Linked DNA regions of Gossypium raimondii: region 2 is linked to region 1. A link is a contact called in public Hi-C data. All regions are on one chromosome and are shown on one strand. The core of a region is the stretch at or near the end of the contact, and the rest is flanking DNA. Distances in the headings are between cores, read along the strand shown.

Evidence for each region. Hi-C and Micro-C count contacts between places; a contact is called where the count stands out from the background.
Region 2: a Hi-C map of leaf shows a contact between it and region 1, with 2.8 times the contacts expected there. The contact joins the promoter of LOC105785909 here to the enhancer-like site in region 1. A contact is called at or near these places in 2 of 2 Hi-C or Micro-C datasets (both in leaf).

What each region holds. Positions count from the first base shown.
Region 1 is chr1:42,889,497-42,896,614 of ASM2569854v1, forward strand. It overlaps the pseudogene LOC105787045. Among protein-coding and RNA genes, the nearest start is that of LOC105785904, 13 kb to the left of the region's middle. Within about 2 kb of position 4,590, the one cell type or tissue checked has open chromatin away from gene starts, as enhancers often do. A contact at or near this core is called in leaf, where this site is marked.
Region 2 is chr1:42,987,958-42,995,075 of ASM2569854v1, forward strand. It overlaps LOC105785909 (E3 ubiquitin-protein ligase UPL3), which reads left to right and starts at 3,066. Exons shown (of 19, transcript XM_012612103.2): 1 at 3,066-4,278; 2 at 4,623-4,733; 3 at 4,838-4,954; 4 at 5,038-5,208; 5 at 5,293-5,454; 6 at 6,036-6,284; 7 at 6,409-6,530; 8 at 6,615-7,118. The coding sequence starts at 3,367.

The DNA.
Region 1 (7,118 bases), core at 3,340-5,839:
AGAAGCTAGAATCATACACTAAAATGATAGGAACAAAATAAAAGGCGCTTTTGCAAAGTATAATGAAGAACAAACACTTTCTCGAGTAGCAAGAAAACGTAGAGTATGCCCTTTACGTACTGGTTCCTTTCTATGGAAAAACAACACAATCGACCATATGGTGCAAATCGGGCACATTGATGATCTTAATACACGCACATCGCCGGGTGCAAGCGGGGTTTTGGCAACAATTACCTTACCTCGAACAATATCACGTTGGTCAGATCTAGAGCCAGAAAACTGCACAAAAACTTGGCCATAATTCAAGGTTCTAGTTTCATCCAGACATCCCATCATAGACCTTCCTTTTTGAACAAAAATCCTGGCTTTAGTCCGCAACTTCAGCAACTTCGAAGCTCGAAAAGTTGAAGATAAATATGCAATCGGAGAAACTAACCTGTAATGAGCAAATCGGGGCAGAGTGCAATGAAGAAGAACCTGTAATCAGAAAAGGGGAAACTGATTAGGTTAACACTGCAATAATCGATGAAGAAGTCAATGCACTAACAAGGCAATAACCTTTACCTTTCAGTAGCAGTAACCTGGAAACCCACCAATTGAGAGCAATTGAAATAGTGACAGAGAGAAAAAGAAAAGAAAAAGGTCGACTGGTTGAGAAGGCCAATCGAAAGAGTGACAGAGAGAAAAAGAAAAGAAAGAGTTACTGGTTGTAAAGAAAAACAAAAGAAAAGGTTGAGAGACAGAGGGAGCAAATCAGTCGAAACTTGAGCAAATGGGCAGAAGGTAGAAGGAAGGAAGAGGAGACGCAATGGGGAAGCCAATTGGGAGGGTAAAACAGGGAGGGTAAACGATGCAGCACCTAATCTGAGCAAATGGGATGTATTACAAATCGGTGGATTTCACCGATTAGGTTAGTATTGTATTACAGGCGTAATAGCATTACCATGAACCAAACGGAATAGAGGCGTCTTAAGTGGGGCCCACCGATTAGGGGTGTATTGGCCAACCAAACATGCTGTTACAGTTCTATTCCATTCCATTCAACCAAACAAAAGGATTACCTATTACGCCTCTATTCCATTACACCTCTATTCCATTACAGCGATCCAAACGTGCTCCAAATACTTTTCCACGAGTAAGATGGTAGATTACCTAGCCTTGCATTTAAAAAATCAGAACTAGGATAATACTTAGCTTTTAAAACACAAGCTAATAAGGAATCTGGTTGATTAATAAGCCTCTAGTCCTGTTTGGCTAAAAGGGCAATATTGAATTTTTCCAAATTGCAAAAGCCCAAACCTCCATCTACCTTTAGAGTAACAAGGCCGAGCCCAATCACACCAATGTATTCCTTTCTTACCATGCCTCTTTTGCCACCAGAACCTCGCCAATATACTTTCAATTTCCCTACATAACATCTTAGGTAACGGAAAACATGCCATCGAATAGGTTGGGATGGCTTGCAACACCAAATTTATAAATACCTCTTCCCCCATTTGAGAAAGGAATCGTGTAATTCACCTATCAATCCTCTTCCTAATTCTATCCTTTAATGTTTGAAAAGTAACTTTTTTCTGTCGTCCCACCATATTTGGTAAGCCTAAGTACCTCTCCCGGTCGTTTGAGTAACACACTCCCAACTACTGCGAAATCAGCTCACTATCTAATTCTTGAGTATTTGAGCTATAAAAATTGTAGATTTATTATAGTTGACACATTGTCTTAGGCACCTTAAATACTCAATCAAAATTCCCTTCAAAATTTGGGGACCTCGCTCACTTGTTTCCCCGAAAAGGATAGTCATCAGCAAAAAGTAAGTGGGAAATTTGGGGACCTTGTCTGCTTACTTTCACACCTTTTAACAACCCTTCCCCAAAGCAAAGACGCATGAGGGTGGATAAACCTTCACTACAAATTAGAAATAAAAAGGGACTTAACGGGTTTTCTTGTCTAAATCCTCTTTGAGGTTGAAAAGAAACTCCCATTTGGCAATTGATACTAACTGAGTATGGTACAGTTGATACACATCTCATAATGACCTCAACCCACCTAGAATCAAACCCCATGCATTCTATCATATTCTTAATAAATCCCCATTCAACCTGATCATATGCCTTATATCTAATTTGAGTGTCATAAAACCTTTTTTTTTTTACTCTTTTTTGTCGAAACATGTGTAATAATTCATAAGCAAGGAGTACATTATCCAAAATTAAACATCCCGGGACAAAAGCACTTTGTGCTTTATCAATGCAAACTTCCAACACCTTTTTGAGAATGGTTTGCTATTGCCTTTGCTATCAGTTTATAAATAACATTATAGAGACTAATGGGTCTAAAATTTATCATCTGTTTTGGTTACGGCACTTTTGGAATAAGAAATATATTCGTGGCATTAATTTGCTCCATCTCTTTCCCTTCGTTCAAGACTTCTAAACAAAAAGAGGTTACACATTCACCTACGATATGCCAACATTTTTGGAAAAATAATATCGGAAAACCATCAACCCCCGGCGCCTTTGTTGGCCTCATATCTTTTAAAGCCACAAAAATCTCCTTTGTCGTATACCGGGTTGTATTTAGTCTATATCACCTATCTCGTTAGTAACAAATAAATTTTGAAAATATTCTGCCGCTACTTCCCCTATTCTCGAAGCCGTCAAAACCTCATTACCGTCATCGGTTTCCAAGCTTTTTATAGTATTAATTTTCCTGCGAGATGAAGCAAACCTATGGAAGAAACTCGTATTCCTATCTACCAAATGCAATGAATTAGCCCTCGCCCTTTACTCCCAATAGACTTTATCCTTATCGATTTCCATATTCAACTGTACTTTTGTATCAATAAGTTCAGCTATGTTATCATCATCCCTCTCATTGTCCATAAGCGTCTCCAGTTTCCTTGTTAACTGACATTTTAACCCAGCCCTTTCCATCTTAACCCTTTTAGCCCAAACTTGTAAACCTTTATAAAACTCTTTCCTAGGAATGACTCCGATAACCATACTTAGACTTAAGTATCCCATACGTAAGAAAACCATACTAGACTTATAAAAGTATTCTAAAAGGATTTTTTATCTATTTATTCTATCTATTTAGTGAGGATCTTTTCTTTGTTTCTTTCATATTAGGAAAGTATTTTACTATACTTATGCAGTCTGTTCTAAGAGTAAAACACTCTCTTCCTATTATAAAAAGTTCAAAGGATTCTAAGGCGTATCTAAGGGCTAATACTTCTGCGTCTATCCCTGATACTATTCCTTTTTCTTTAAACTTTCCTGAATTATATCTACAAAGTTTTTCTGATGACTTTGAAGCATATTTATTGTCTTTCTTATAAAGGGCAGCACCCCATCCTTCTATCGAACCACCTGTTTCTATTATCAGATAATCCGAAGGGTATTTCCATATTAGGAATTTTCTTAATCTCTTCTTTTATTCTAATCATGGTTTTTATATCTTCTGGGACAAAACTTCTAAGTCCGTTTTCTTTGTTTTATTAGTTATTGGACCTATAAGTTTGGACAGGTTCTTTATAAATGGTCTTGCATAATTTAGCAGGCCCAAGATTTCTTGGATGTGTGTAAGACCTTTTAACTTCTTAGGCATATCTAGGATTTTCTGGGCTATTATTAGCTGATCCTTGCCAGGGATGTTTTAGGCGTTATCAGATGTATATAATTAATGACTGGTCTTGCTTTATTTCTTATCTGTTCATTATGATTATTGACAAAAAAAAGTCGCGCTCCTATCTCTTGATTTTGATCTTCTTATTAGGCCTAACTTTTCTAATTTGTCTATTTGTTCTTTATACCATCCAAGCTCTTGGTTAGAACATGGAATTGCTTTCATTCTAACATCTTTTGTATCATTAATGATTTCTAATTTATATTCAGGTTTCTTTTTATCCCAATGTTTTAATGGATGTTCTATTATTTCTAGTTTTTCTAACTTACTCTGCATATTTTCTAATTCTTCGTCTATTATTGGTTCTAAGTCTTTTCCTTTGACAAAGAATTCCTTAATTACTATCCTTGATATCTTCTAATATCTCCTCTATATAACACAATTCTAATTCTTCTGTTATTTCAAAAATTTCGTTATGCGAAAATTCTTTATTAATGTCTTGACACTGGTATGGTCCACCACGCTTTTCAGTCGCACTCTGATTTATTAGTTTTCTGTCTATACTATATGTTGGTATTTGATTCTGAGCAGAGATAGCCATATCTTTAAACTCTAATCCAAGGACCGCTACATAATCATGCATACTAAGGTCTCTAAGACTTATAGTATTTAATTCTCTTATCTGTTTATTCCGACATTGGTCAACTATTGCCAAACAGACCTTTTCTATATAATGATAGACTTGACTTATAGATCCATCAAGAAGAGTCGCTCTTCTTGGGCTTTTATACTTCTTTTTAAGCCTATCAGGAACGTACTTCTCATTTATTTCAGAGGTTGTGCAACCTGTGTCTATTAGACCTTTATGAACTTATCGTTGATTTTTATAGTGACTAATAAGACATTCATTTATTACTGAGGGTAGCCTACATATTGGGCCATTAGTATTTTCAGCCATTTCTGCTAGTTCTTGGTCATCATGATTGTCTGGATCTTCTAACAGGCCTTTGCCTTTATCTAGCCTAGCTACTGCAGCTCTCATTTTATCCATATGTACTTTATGTTCTTTATCCTGCTTTCCTATGTCTTCCAGATGCCTTTGTTCTATTATAGCTATTCTTGTTTCTAGAGCATCTACTCTTTGTTTTAAATATTTTAATTCTAATTTATCTAATTTCTGTTCTAAGGTTGGTTCTACCCATTCGTAGCCAAGTTTTTCTGTTAAACATCTTCTACATGCTCCTAGTCTACATTTTTTACATTTTGCACGTCGGTCTATAGAGGGAAACCATTGACAAGTAAAACATTGTCTATCATCGGATCCCGTGTTATGTTCCCAGTCATGTTGACAGGTTGTTTCGGGTATGTCTTTCATCATATGGTTTATATCAAAACCTTGAAAGTTTTGAATCATATCTATAAAATTCTTCTACTTCTTCTAAATCTTCTATGTCTAAGGCTTCATAATCTCTTCTATGTCTAAGGCTTCATAATCTATTTCTGAAACCATGGAGTATACGGTTTCTGTATCGCTCGTGTTATAAGTTATATGAATAAAATCTATATTCCTATTATTAGTGAGCTTAGCTTCTCTATTATAGGTTTTATGCTTTCTAGGAAAATAATATAGTATCATATGAAACATAAGATAGTGTCTTTATAAGTCCTATTTTGATGGTATTTTCTAACATGTTTTCGAGGGTTTAAGAAAGGCTTTCGGGCTGCATATTTTCGAGCCCAAACTTTCTTAGGTTTTTCTCTTGGTTCTTGGACTACGTATTTTGGCTTATTATAAATCTTCTTGGGTTTCTTATGGGGTTTTCTCTTGGGTTTGCATTCATAAGAATTTGACCCGTATTACTGAGCTGTATATATATTCTTACAGAAGGAATATGATCCTCCTTTTATCTACAGTTGTATTGCCATCTGATCGCATTTTCTACTCAGATGTTGCATTATAAAATAACTTAAAGTTATTACATTATAAGTATAATGTTCTTTATTAAGAGTTTTCCATATTTTATGTTCTTCTATTTCCCTACCTTGTGCTCCTGGTAGCTTATTAGCTTATGGTGAAATTCTTCATTATGAATGTTCCGACTTAATGACGCATAATGTATATAATCATTAAGGAAAAGGATTACATGAGTCCAATCCTTAAGAGTTAATTGTTCTAATTTTCTAACTGCGTCTGACTGTTGGCATATTCGGATCACTTCCTGTTGATAGGTTAGTAACAAGATTTATAAAGTCTGTGGATTATTACCCAAGGATAAGAGCTCTCTATATTCATTCTCATAAGAGGCTTTGATATTATCCCAAGCTCTCTTGGCTGTATTTCCTAAGGTTGTTTCTAAGTATTTTTACCATTTCTTCTGTAGTATGTTTAAAATTTTTTTCTAAGTAATTATTAACAGTGATTGTTTTCCATTGATGTATAACTTCTGGCCAAACCTGGGGACTATACTTAGTCAAGTTTAGCAAATTATCTTCTACATATACTTCTAATGCCATTCTAATTCCTTTATTCTTAAAGGGGTATTTAGGTTCTCTATAATCAGAGGTACTGTTTCGTATTGATATGGTATCACTGCAGGTCCTGTTCTAGGTGGGTTTAATGGTGTGTTATGAGGGTTTTTATTTGGTGTATCTACCTTCATTGGTGTTGGATTACTAGTCTGTCCTGGTATTATCTCTCTAGGAGGTGGTGCGGACACTTGATCCGTTAAGTCTTTTGGTATGTTATTGAAGAACTTATCAAAGGATTCTTCTATATCATTTCTTTATGAAGTATTTTAAACAATTCTAGATTAAGAATTCTTCTTTTTATGTATTTAATTCTTTGTTCTGCATTTAATGTTATAAAGTATTCTATTTTTCTAAATCTTTGAATTCTGGTTTATAATCTTCATATTCATTAATTCTATCTGATTGTGTCGAGGATATATCAATATTTTTATAATTATTGAATCCTACCGAAAGATTTCCAAAATTATCGCATGAAATTCTTCCTGCTTGAGGAATTAATGTCTGATTATGCGTCTGAAAAATGTCCTCTAATTTCCAGGACTAAATTCTGGAGCTTTTATAAAATTTATGGATTTAGATGCAATTGCCTCAATTACATCCGAAATCTCATCTGCATTGTGGGTAGCTTTTCCTACCATACCTAATGTTATTACTAAATTTTCTCGTTCCATATTCCCATAACCTTTAGTCATTAGGAAAAAGTCTGGTGCACAATAAAATAGTCCACGATTTTTGTTCATGTCTACTTCCATTGTTGCTATTATCTTATACAACCTAATTGGGTCCTGGTCATACCTTTGACTCCAACTACTATTTAATTCTTTCGAATTTTGTCTATTTATGAAGGGTAATGTTTCATATTCATTATCACCACATTTTAGTGGTTTTTCTTCTATTTTCTTTATTAATCTTGTTCTTGTTATAAACTTAGAATGTTTATATAATATTTAGGGTTTAAGCAA
Region 2 (7,118 bases), core at 1,816-4,315, 97 kb after region 1:
CATATTCTGGAGAGATAATGAATACCGTGTCATAAGGTTTTAGCGCAAGTTCATATGTCACGATTCTCGATCAAAATAATGACTGACCTAAAGTTAAATGGAGATTAGTTTAGCATGAAATTAATCATACTTGATTGGGTATAATAGTGGAAAGACAATTGTACCAAAATATAAAAAAAGGAAGAAATGGCAGAATGCTTGATGCAAGAATATGCAAATTGCTTTCTAAATTCAAGTGTTAATTCAAGTAACAATTACAAGCCTTTATATACACCACTCAAAGAGTTAGTTTGTCATGATTTACTCATAATATCATGCTCAACATCCAACCATAAAATCAAAACTTTTTCTAAATAGGATTTTGCTAAAGTAAAAAATATGATATTTTTTTATCAGCCTAAAAATAATCTTGTAATTTTTCATTCAACCCCTTGTCTTGTCTTTTGTTCTAATTTAGCCCGATTTTGCTTGTTTTTAAACTTCGGCATTCAAATTGTGTCACTGATAAATTTTAAGCAAGAAATCACAAGCTTAGTAGCATTTTATTAAAAAATTAACCAAAAATAGGAACATTAAACACACAAAATTACTTTGCTATCATTAAACAACATGAAAACCACTATTAGTTGCTTTCCAACATTACAATAAATCATAAGCAGAAGACATTATATGATTCACATCTATACCTTGCAGCTTCCAAATATGTAAATTTCTACTAAATCACAAATACCACAAAATAATCAGGCCTTCCTTCATCAGTCTCATTGATATCGCTCCTAAAAAATAAATAATAAACTAATAATAAGAAGAGTAGCCGTGAAAAATACATGTTGCTCTCCAAACCTCTCGAGCTTTTGGACACAATAGAAGCATATTGTCTAAATCTTCAAAACCACCATATCAGTAGCACAAGGGAGACAACAAATTCCCTTATCAGTCAATTAGGACTTAGTGGGAACAAAGTGGTGAAGGAAACACCAAATAAAATCTAATACTTTGGGAGGGTAGATCTTAAGATTCCAAATATTATGCCATGGACCATCGGCAAAGAACTTTGTGTACAAGGTAAGCACGACTTATGACTTAACACTATACCGATCATTAGTGCTATGATGCCATATAAGCAGACCCTTTTGAGAGTAAAAGTTTATTGGTATCTACAGTATCTCTCAACATCACTTGGAGAAATAATACCTTCTACAAAGTTCTTATCCCATGAATGTTCATCTGTGTTAAACAGCTCAACAACTTTCATATTCTCTAGCCTCGACAAAGGGAACGAATCAACATAAAAATTATTATCATCAATAAGCCATGGGTCTTTAAAGACTTCAATATTTCGACCATCACCTACTCGCCATCGGGTCCCTCTACCAAGTAGTTACTTTGTTGCATGAAGGCTTCGCCACACAAATGAAAGGCTATGCCCTCCATTGACCCTAGAAAGTTATCATCTAGATAATATTTAGCCTTGAAGTAACAACTACTAAAATTATCTAGATGGGAAATAAGTCGAGCTTCTTGTTTACCCAAGATCACCAAATTAAAGCAATAAAGGTCCCCAAACGCCATAACTCTAAACTTCTTAGGCACACATAACTTATCCCAAGCTGACTAGCGAATGCCTTTTAGATTGTTACCACTAGAACCCCACCAGAAAGAGTTCATCATCATCTGTAGCTCATTACACATTCTCAAAGGTAACAAAAAACACTCGTACAATAAACATGAATTGACGGAGCTACAATTTTGAGAACTACCTCTTTACCTTGTTGTGATCGTTACTTATTTTTCTAACGGACAGCTCTCTTGCTTAAGTGTTATTTTATAAAAGAAAAGACTTGCCTTTTGTTGTGCCCAATCAAAGATGGAAGACTAATATATTGCCCACAGTAAATTAGATTGTACACTCCCAAAGCCGACATAATAGAATTTTGAACTGAAAGCTTAGTGTTAGAGCTAAACATAATGCCCGACTTATGAATATTGATGATTTGTCTCGACACCATTTCATAAGAATTCAAAATATCCTTTACAATAACACATTCGAAATCCGTAACCTGAAAGAAAAGGAAATTATCATTTGAAAAGAGTAGAGGAGAAATACAAAGTGTATTTTTAGTTTTAATAAAATATGATTTAATAGTTAAAATTCAATAATAAAATAAAAATAGAAAATAGATTTTTTTTCTATAGATAAAAATTATATAAATAAAAAAGTGAAAAAAAAAGTTAAAAAGGGAATAATATATGCAATTCAAAATAAAAAAAAAGAATTTAAATGCGGATATAGAGTCAGCTTAAAAAGAAAAAAAATAAAAACAAATATCTAAAGCAACCCGATTGAGACGCTCCAAGCGGAGAAGAATTCACCGTCGTGGAAGCTATTATATTCTTTATTTTTTCTCTAAAAAATCGTATACATTTTTTTCCTTTTATTTTAAGGATAAATTACACTTAAGATCACTAAACTATTAATAAGTTTACATTTTGATCATTTAACTTCAAAAAATACAAAATAGTCACTGAATTATTTAAAAATTTTCATTTAAGTCATTAAACTATTTAAAAATTTTCATTTAAATTGCATTTTTATTTTTTTTAAAGTTTAACATTAAGCTTTGAGCGATTATTTGGTATGGTAAATCAGTACCCATTGACGAGTATAATAATATACCTTAAATCCAAATCGATCTGACGGTCAATGTCAGAAATTAGAAAAAAAACTATTTGGATTCTGGATCACAAATTTGTAATATTCAAAGCTATTTCATGAAAAAAAAACTAAATTGTAGAAGAGAAGGGGAAAAAGAGCTTTCGATTGACATAGACGATGCAACCAGAAAATGCTATACAATAGCGATTTTAACAATCCGTTGACTTAAATGAAAACTTCAAATAGTTTAATAACTATTTTATTACTTTTTAAATTTAAGTACTCAAAATATAAATTTACTAATAATTTAGTGACTTTTGTGTTGTTTACCCTTATTTTAATCCTAATATTTCTTTACGAAAAGTCATTGCAAATGCATATTATAATATGTATAAATAAAAAAAAAAAAACTAAAAAGCCTCCTCTTTATTCCTTCTTCACTTGAGGGTTTCAGGTTTCTTTGCCTTTAACCTCCACCCCACTACCTCACAAATTCACCCCCAATTTATCATCCAAACTAAGATTAAGGCCTCATTTCCCTGATTGTTGATTATAGCTTTTCACTTTTATTTTAATTGTGAATTACTTCTAATTTTATTTCTAGGGTTTTCGATCAGGTGTCGTTGAGATGCAACGAACAATTGGATCAGGAATCGTCTGATCTTTGTCGCGGTGGCTGTCTGATTACCAGGGGCGGTGGTCCCCTTTGTATGGAAACTCGCAGCCGGAAGCGGGCGGAGGCCTCCTCAGCTGCCCCTTCATCTTCCCCCTCTGGTCCTACCACTCGTTCTCACAAACGCGCTCGTCTCTCTTCTTCCTCATCCCCAGCCGCTGCAACTACCACAACGCCTCGCTCTCGCACTTCCCGCGCTGCCGCTGCTTTAATGGACTCCACCACCACCGAATCTTCCTCTGGTTCCCGCCGCGATCGCCGTCCCAGCAAAGCTAATCAGACCACGACAAGTGACAGTCCAAATCTCGCCTCCGATAGGGGCAAAGAAAAGGAACGTGATCCAAGTGCTCGCGATAGAGATAGAGATAGAGATAGGGATAGAGATAGGGATAGGGATAATAGAGACAACAATTCTAACAACCCTGAGAGAAATTTAGGGTTAATTATGGATACCTCTGGAGGCGATGACGATGATAATGATAGCGAAGGCGGTGTAGGGATTTTGCACCAGAATCTGACGTCAGCAAGCAGCGCGTTACAAGGCTTGTTGAGGAAGCTTGGTGCCGGGCTTGATGATTTGCTGCCGTCATCGGCTATGGGTTCTGCATCTTCTTCCCATCAGAGCGGGAGGTTGAAGAAGATTCTGTCTGGGTTGCGTGCTGATGGAGAGGAAGGGAAGCAAGTGGAGGCGTTGACGCAGCTCTGCGAGATGCTTTCAATTGGGACTGAGGAGTCCTTGAGCACGTTTTCTGTGGATTCATTTGTTCCCGTGCTCGTTGGATTGCTTAATCATGAGAGTAATCCTGATATTATGCTTCTTGCAGCAAGGGCGCTGACCCATTTGTGTGATGTTTTGCCTTCTTCATGTGCTGCTGTGGTGCATTATGGTGCTGTTTCGTGTTTTTGTGCCAGGTTGCTCACTATAGAGTATATGGACTTGGCTGAACAGGTTGGTTTTTATTTGGTTACTTTCAAAATAATTTATTATTAGAGTATCGCTCGCTAGTTCTTGTATTTCATTGTAAACTAGAGTGTGACAATCTCATTCTACTAGAAATTGGGTCCAGTTGCCATAGATGGAGATAAATTTGAGATGTTTGAGCATTTATCTGAAAGCTGTGTCCTATTTGCTTGTTTCTAAGTAACCATTCAAAAAAAATTCAGTTTTCTGGTTTTCTAATAATGAAGAATTTACTGCATTGTTCATAGCTGTAGACTTGAATTAGAAAGTTGAAGATTGTAGATTTGATCTAGTCGGCATTCTTATCTTTCTGTTTGAAATGCTGGAAACAGTCTCTCCAAGCTTTGAAGAAGATATCTCAGGAACACCCAACTGCCTGTTTGCGAGCTGGTGCTCTCATGGCAGTTCTTTCCTACTTGGATTTCTTCTCCACTGGGGTTCAGGTACTTAATATGGGAAAATTTTTGACTGTTAATAATTTATAAGAAGATTTCTCGCAATTTAGAATCGTATGAAGGTGTTTCTTCTGTTTAATCCCATGTTCTAGCGAGTGGCACTATCTACTGCTGCAAATATGTGCAAGAAACTCCCTTCAGATGCATCCGATTATGTCATGGAAGCTGTACCTCTATTAACAAATCTGTTGCAGTATCATGATTCAAAGGTAACTGTAACATACATTTTTGACTATTCTTTTGTTGTAAATTGTGTTTCTTCTTGATTTCCTATGCTTTGTTATGTTTATAGGTGCTGGAGCATGCTTCTGTTTGTTTGACTCGCATTGCCGATGCCTTTGCATCATCCCCGGATAAATTAGATGAGCTATGCAATCATGGACTGGTTACTCAAGCTGCATCTCTCATTTCTACAAGTAACTCTGGAGGTGGGCAGGCATCATTAAGCACACCGACATATACGGTGAATCCATGTTGCTCTTTTACTTATCTATATGCCAATGCATTTTAATGTGCAACATCTTGACAATTGAGTTTTTGAATTCAGGGCTTAATTCGACTGCTTTCAACATGTGCAAGTGGGTCTCCTTTAGGAGCTAAAACTTTACTTCTGCTTGGGATAAGTGGCATACTTAAAGATATACTATCAGGTTCTGGCATTTCTGCCAACTCATCGGTTCCGCCGGCATTAAGCAGACCAGCAGAGCAGGTAACAGTTATAATTAAAGCTGAAAACGTTTTAGTTGTCATTGCAAGTTATTTACCAATACCTGTGAATATGTGATGTGTGTAACATGCGAATCGCCATATTAAAATAAGCAGTGGTAGAGGAACGGTATAATCCTTAGACACAAAATTCCAACTCTTAGTTTTTGAATCTGTTCATGTAAACCTTGCATGTAAGTGGTTTTTTTTATTGTGGTTTAAGGTTACTCGTTTGGACTGTTTTTAATTCAAGCTGAATTGCTGGTAGCTGTTATTTGCTGTTGTTTGTATATACCTATGTACATATGATGTGTATAATTTTCCTATGTTAAATTAATACCAGCAGTGCTGGGGAAATTGTTATAACCATTAAGACGTATGGTATCAAGTCACAGTTTTAGAGTATGTTCATATAGATATCCGTGCTTTATTTCATTCATTTTGTTTGTATAGGTTACTTGTTTTGAATATATTGTTTATTTCTTGCACTTTATATTATTTACATGGACATAGTAAATTAGCAATAGCTTATGCATATTACCCCTATCTGCTTGGTGGTCCTGTAATTTTTATCTTCTTGTGTAGATTTTTGAAATTGTCAATCTGGCAAATGAACTTCTTCCTCCGTTGCCACAAGGAACAATTTCCCTCCCTGCCAGCTCTAATATGTTTGTCAAAGGATCTATTTTGATGAAGTCTCCTGCTAGCAGCTCTGACAAGCAAGAAAATTCTGATGAAAATGCTCCCAAAGTTTCAGCCCGAGAGAAATTGTTGAATGATCAACCTGAACTTCTTCAGCAGTTTGGAGTTGATCTGCTTCCTGTTCTCATACAGGTAAGTTTTCATTGTGGAGGGCAGTTCCTTGATTATCTGTTGATTTGTTGGTACATATATTCTCTTGTCTTTACCGTGATTTTCTCTTGGTTGGTATTTATGGTCCTATCATTTTATCTATCAGATCTATGGTTCCAGCGTCAATGGCCCAGTTCGCCATAAATGTCTCTCGGTTATTGGAAAACTAATGTACTTCAGCAGTGCAGAGATGATTCAGAATTTATTGAGTGTGACAAACATATCAAGGTGTCCACCTTAAGTAAAAGATAGCAATTTACATATTCTTGCAATGTTTGGTTATGGGAACTTACTGTTTGTTTGATTTTGTAGCTTCTTGGCTGGTGTTTTAGCATGGAAAGATCCACATGTCTTGGTTCCTTCCCTCCAAATTGCTGAGATCCTCATGGAAAAGCTTCCTGGAACCTTCTCCAAAATGTTTGTCAGAGAGGGTGTTGTTCATGCTGTAGATCAGCTTGTATTAATTGGTAACCAAAATGCCACTGCTGCCCAAGCATCTCCTCTTGAGAAGGATAATGATTCTGTATCTGGAACGTCATCACGTTCCAGGCGTTACAGACGACGCAGTGGAAACTCTAATCCTGAAGGAGGTTCTGTGGAGGAGTCCAAAAATCAGGCCTCTTTAAATATTGGCTCACCTTCTAATACCATTGAAATTCCTACAGCCAATTCCAATATTCGTGCTGCAGTAAGTGCATGTGCTAAAGCATTTAAAGATAAGTATTTCCCCTCTGATCCTGGGGCTGTTGAAGTTGGAGTAACAGATGATCTTATACACTTAAAAAGTCTCTGCATGAAATTAAATGCTGGTGTTGA